2 separate regions of the Mus musculus genome follow, and region 1 is linked to region 2. A link is a contact called in public HiChIP or PLAC-seq data. All regions are on one chromosome and are shown on one strand. The core of a region is the stretch at or near the end of the contact, and the rest is flanking DNA. Distances in the headings are between cores, read along the strand shown.

What was found. HiChIP or PLAC-seq counts read pairs in DNA pulled down with a chosen protein or histone mark.
Region 1: an H3K4me3 HiChIP or PLAC-seq map of stem cell-derived neural progenitor cells shows a contact between it and region 2, with 5 times the contacts expected there. The contact joins the promoter of 1810009A15Rik here to the promoter of 1700105P06Rik in region 2. A contact is called at or near these places in 4 of 39 promoter capture datasets (the SN4741 cell line, cranial neural crest, hippocampal neurons and 1 more) and 1 of 115 datasets of contacts at active chromatin or transcription factors (stem cell-derived neural progenitor cells).

What each region holds. Positions count from the first base shown.
Region 1 is chr19:8,887,445-8,890,291 of GRCm38.p6, reverse strand. It overlaps 1810009A15Rik (RIKEN cDNA 1810009A15 gene), which reads right to left and starts at 1,409. Exons shown (of 4, transcript NM_025463.3): 1 at 1,328-1,409; 2 at 1,044-1,168; 3 at 192-289. The coding sequence starts at 1,366. It overlaps Lbhd1 (LBH domain containing 1), which reads right to left. Exons shown (of 6, transcript NM_001286103.1): 4 at 1,044-1,168; 5 at 192-289. 5730408K05Rik (RIKEN cDNA 5730408K05 gene) reads left to right here and starts at 1,522. Exons shown (of 1, transcript NR_027866.1): 1 at 1,522-1,905. It overlaps Snora57 (small nucleolar RNA, H/ACA box 57), which reads left to right and starts at 1,607; the gene lies at 1,607-1,756. It also overlaps Mir5136.
Region 2 is chr19:7,381,751-7,384,450 of GRCm38.p6, reverse strand. 1700105P06Rik (RIKEN cDNA 1700105P06 gene) reads right to left here and starts at 1,448. Exons shown (of 1, transcript NR_045703.1): 1 at 890-1,448. Spindoc (spindlin interactor and repressor of chromatin binding) reads left to right here and starts at 1,425. Exons shown (of 6, transcript NM_001033139.3): 1 at 1,425-1,779. The coding sequence starts at 1,650.

The sequences.
Region 1 (2,847 bases), core at 160-2,659, 1.5 Mb before region 2:
CCATATGCTGGCTCACAACCATCCATAACAAAAATCTGATGCCCTCTTCTGGAGTGTCTGAAGACAGCTACAGTGCACACACTGTAAATAAATAAATAAATAAATAAATCCTAAAAAAAAAAAAAAAAAAAAGATAAAACCCAGGTAAAATCCAGACTTCTTGTTGTGTAGCCTCTGTGCCCAAGACTTACCTTCCATGGCTGCTTTTTCTTTCTGGGCAAGTCGGATCTGCTGCAAGAGTTTCCTGCGCTTCTTCCCAGACAGCGTGATGTTGGCACGAGCACTGGACCTGAGTGACAGGAAACAAAAAATATCCAGGTTCATTTGTACCAAACTGAGCCTCAAAAATGACCCCAGCTAAGAAAAGGTCTCACTCTGTAGACCAGGCTAGCCAACAGGCAACCTTTCTGTCTTAGTCTCCTGGCACTGGAATTTAAATGGGAGCATCATTGCCCAGTTTTTGTTTTATAAGGTCTCTGCATTCAAATTACTGAATGGGCTCTGGTGTCCTCAGGGAACTCTTTAACACTTAAGACTTTTTAACAATTTGACTTCAATATGTACCTCAATAGTATTAAGTCAGTAAGTTCTGAGTTCGAGGCCAGCCTGGTCTACAGGGTGAGTTCCAGGACAGCCAGGGCGACACAAAGAAACCCTGTCTTGAAAAAAAAAAAAAAAAAAAAATCCAGTGAGCAGCTGGGGGGTGGTGGGGGTGGTGAAGGACTTTAATCCCAGAACTTGGGAGGCAGAGGTAAGTGGATCTCTTAGTTAGAGGCCAGCCTGGTCAACACAGAAAGTTCCAGAACAGCCAGAGCTACAGAGAAACCCTGCTTGAAAACCCGAGACAAAACAATCAACAACAGCATCAGAATCCTGTGAGCAATGATACCATAAGAGGCTAGTAGTTTGGAAACTAACATAACTCTCAACTAGTTGCTGCATAAACGTGAAAGAGAACAAGAAATTTGGAGACCTCTGGGATGCTCTGAAACCTGGTAGGAAGTGGGTAGGAATGTCCAACCGGAGGATAATACTGTACGTACGCCCGCTTCTTGAGGTGGTGCTTCGTAGTCAGCCCTTCGTCTATCACAGCCCCGACCACCTGGCGTTTCCGTCGCCGATCCCTGCTTAATACCCTGCGGCGCTTGAACAACTTCTTCTTCAGCTCCTGCGGAAGAAAAAGATGCGCATGTAAGGTTCTGCACACCCACCCGGGATCCTCCGCACCTAACAACCCCAGCCCCTAACTAATCCTGTTTCCAAAGAGGAAAATGCCGGGAAGCAAAGGGAAACAAAGACGCAGTTCCCACTCCCACAGTTCAGTCACCGTCCGGGGACGATTGATCTTTCCTCCCGGAGGTGCCATGGCTACACTCCGCGGCTCATTCCAAAAGCCGCACTTCCGCTCCGCTCACAGGTTCCGCCACACGCAAAAGACCCCGCCCTCTGATGCCTCCGAACCAATCGCAGCTTGGAGGCGGGCACCAGGGGTATATAAGGTTGTTCCGCGCGTTGCGGGGCCTTTCCAAGGGTGGTTTTCACGTGAGTCTTGATTTTGTCTTTATATGCGAGGGAACTACTGGGAACTGGGCCTGACTTTGTAGATCCTCCTTTTCTTGGCGGGGACCGGGCGTGCGGTCCCGCTCCCCGTAATGTACGGAGGTAGAAGAAAGGGCTCTGGCCCTCTCGGCGTTATGTCTTCGGTGCTTGCGGCTTCCCGTTCGCGGGTTCTATCCTCAGACGCCGGAACACTTAACCGTGCAGAAATGTAGCTAGGTCCCGCAGTCCCCTCTGGGTTACTCAACGCTTTTTATTTTATTTTAGGTCGACATTGACGCTCCCGGAGTGATGGTTAACATTTTCTTTGCTGTTTATTATTGAATCAATAAAGTCTGTGAACCCTAAGGACCCTGTGTTCGCTACCTTTTTTTTCTGCGACTCGTAATTTGCAAATCTTTAGGACCGAAAGCACATGTTGGGAGTGATAGTGACTATTCACTAAAGATCTCTGGTCGATCTTGTGGGGGGACTTAATAAGCTAAATCTCAACCAGGATGTAAATCTTTATGAGTATAGAAAGTGCGCTCCTAAAGGCATGGGAATCAAACCTGTAGTTATGGTAAAAAGCCTAGCGTAATGGTGCGCACGTGTAATCAGCAGAACTAACCTGGGGTAGCATGCACCCTTATCTTCAAGCTTCCTGGCATTTAAACTGGCGGTAGGCACAGCTTTCTCACTAAGATATTGGAAGTAAAACTAGGATCTCAATCCTCCACAGGCATGCCCTGTGGATGTTCTCGGGGTGGACTTGTCTCCGTGCTGGGACCTACATAAACAGCCTTATACAAGGAGGCCATTGCCATTCCCAGTGCAGAATCTGGGAGCCCTAGCATCCTTAGGTTCCTCACAGCTCTCCAGGGATAATTGTTGCTAAGCGAGATTTGCCTGAGGATTCAAGGACCCTCCTTTTCAGCTGCCCTACTAGAAGTAAGAAAAAAAAAATCCAATGGCTGGACTGGGTATAAAAATTAAGCCCTAAACCGGGCAATGGTGGCCCACACATTTAATCCCAGCACTTGGCAGGCAGTGACAGGCAGATTTCTGAGTTCAAGGCCGGCCTGGTCTACAGCGTGAGTTCCAGGACAGCCAGGGTGATACAGAGAAACCTTGTCTCGAAAGACCAAAGAATAAAAGTTAAGGCCTTATAAGACATTCAGTTAAATCTCAAAAGATTTCTGAGAGTTTCCATTCTGCTTTTGTTGGTCAAACATAGAGTTGGAATTTTGCCATTGTATGAATAGCTAGTAATTGAGAGTGTTTTCCTGGTTTGCACAATTTGTGTCCTGG
Region 2 (2,700 bases), core at 199-2,698:
CACTGGAGACACAGCCTCACCTGCTCAGGAGGAGTTAGAACTCAGGAGGGACAGAGGGAGGGAAATAACAGGCTTTTCTTTTTCTTGCCTTTCAGGCCTTAGTCACAATCTCCCGGAAGCTTGAGTCCTGTAGCCAGCCCACTGCAAAAACAGAACAGACTACCTACCCAGAGGCATTGGGCAAAAAGCAAAGAACAGCCTTTAGGTAAGAACTATCCAGGCCTAGGAAATTGCTTGATTTGGAGTATCTTTTTAGTACTGGGTACATTTCAAAGTAATAGAAATTTCCTCAGTTCTTTCTATTGTGGCTGCTGTATGTGGTGTCAGCTCAGACCTTTAATCCTTGTGCCAGGGGAATGGAGGGAGGAGGAAAAGGTTTGGGGCAAGCAGGGTTACACAGATTCCAGGTCAGACTGACATGAAAGTGAGTCCTTATCTCAACAAAATAAAAGCTGGTTATGCAGTGGATGGGGGGGGGGTGGGTATGCCCAGGGCGCGCGCGCACACACAAACACACACACACACACACACACACACACACACACACACACACACAATATACGGTAAGTGAACTGTTTCTCTTCTGTCCCCTAGCCTCCTACATCATCCACAATTACTGTTTCTGGGCTGATAATTACTGTTGGTAGCACTTAAAATCAGAATTTTGAGTGCCAGACATTTTTGCCGTTTCTCAGCTGAAATCTAGCGTGTCTGGTGTGTGTATGTGTGTGGGGAGGGGATGTTATGCAGAAGTGTAAGTGCCCATTGTGACAGTCTTCACTCAGGCACGAATGCCAGGCAGCAGCGCCATAGCAACCGGATCCCGGTCTTGGAGGCTCTCAGGGGATTTGCTGTGTCCTGGGAAAAGGCCACACTCTCTGGACTCACGTTTTTTGTTTTGTTTTGTTTTTAACGTAAATTATATCCATCGGAAGCGGTTTACACACGCCCACACGCCACTCTTGTCCTCTTCATCTTCTAGAATCTTTGTTTAGGAGGATCCAAAGTGATTTTTCTTTCCCTAAAGCGTATGTGCTAGTAGAAAGGAACGAGGCCCAAAGAAATTAGAAGAGATGTCTCCACACTTCTGAGCCTATGTATCCTTCACACATCCCCACCGGTCTTTTCTCGTCTGTGTTGCCTCCCAGGCAGGCAGCTAGTCAGGGGAAAGCCAAGAAGTAAGATGCCGAGCAGCCCTTTCCTCCAGCCATTGGTGGGGATGCCCTACCGGGTCTCCAAGGCTGCCGGCGCCGCTCCCAGGAAAACTCCAGGCTTCGCCGCCGAGCAAACCGGCCAGAGACAAACGCGCTGCACAGGGTTCTGGCCCAGACCTGTGGCTGGGGCGGGGCTAGGGGGCGTGTCCTCACGTGATTGGCCAGCCTGGTCTGGAGGCGGGACTGCCGGACGGACGCTGACAATGAGCCTCCATAAAAGGGAGCGGCGGGGTTGGGGGCCCCGGATCGAACCCTCCCCGCCCGGGGTCGTGACGCGTTGAAGCCCGTGGCTGGCGGGGCGGCCGGGCGAGCGGCGGGTGAGCTAGGCGAGCCGCGGGCCCGGGGTGGTCCGGGGCAGGAGGCGGCCGCCACAGGCGGTGCGCCGAGGTCTGTGCGAACGTCCTCGGCTATCCGGTCGCCCTTCTTCGCCTCGCCATGGCCCTGAAAGCCAAGGGCGCCGCGGCTCTGGATTGCTTCGAGGTGACGCTCAAGTGTGAGGAAGGGGATGATGACGACGAGGCCGTGGTGGTGGCCGTGATCCCGCGGCCCGAGCCGATGCTCCGAGGTGAGGGGGGGGACACCTCACTTCCGCTTGGTGGTCCGGGACTAGATCTCCAGGTCCCGGTCCCCGGTTCCCGGTCCCCAGGCGCTTCCCTGGGCCGGCATCTGCAGCCCCAGAGGGCCCTTCCCTGTCCGGTCCGCGGCTACGGCGCCCTCGCTCCTCCCCCACCGGGTTTGGAATCCCAGGCCTCTCGGAGCCCCCCTTCCTCCGCCGCCCCTCCCCCGCTCAGGGTCTAGAGACTTCCATCCACACCGAAGGAGCGGTTCAGGTCTTCCGGTTCCCTGCGCCCCCTCGGGCCCAGAGTAGAGGCCGGATTCCCAGTACAGTGGTTTGTGCCCGGCTGTTGTCTCCCGGTTCCGGTCTGTTTCTTAGGCCGAGGGGCGACCAGGCCTCTAGGCCCCAGGCTAGTCCCCCGTAGTGATAACGGAGGTGAAGGCTGGCGCGGCTGGCGACCTCCAGAGAGGGGAAATAACCCAGTAAGTAGAAGCCTCCACCCGTCCTCAATCCTCTAGGCCTTCTGTTTCAGGAGCCACAGGTGTCAAGTCTAAAACCCGGCATTTGAATGGAATTGCTAGTAGCACCCCGTTTGAGAAAAGCGGGACTTGCTTGGGGGTGGGTAACAAGCCATGTCATCTACATGGAGATTAGTCACCAAAGGAGGTGTTTGAGGGACAATCTGGGAATACATTGCTCTCCCTTCCCGTCCTCCTTCCCCAGCCTCTCTGGTCCAAAGGAGAAAACAAAGAGCTACCTTTGTGGAAGATAATTAGTCATGAAAAATGCAAATATTTCCTTAGGGTGGAATACCTGTTTCCCTTAAGCATGACAGTACCCAGAATAGATTGAGAACCAAATTGGTCATTGTGTTTCTTTAACTCATTTTTGGAGATGGGAGGGAAGGTTAGGAAATTGGGGGGTGGGGCA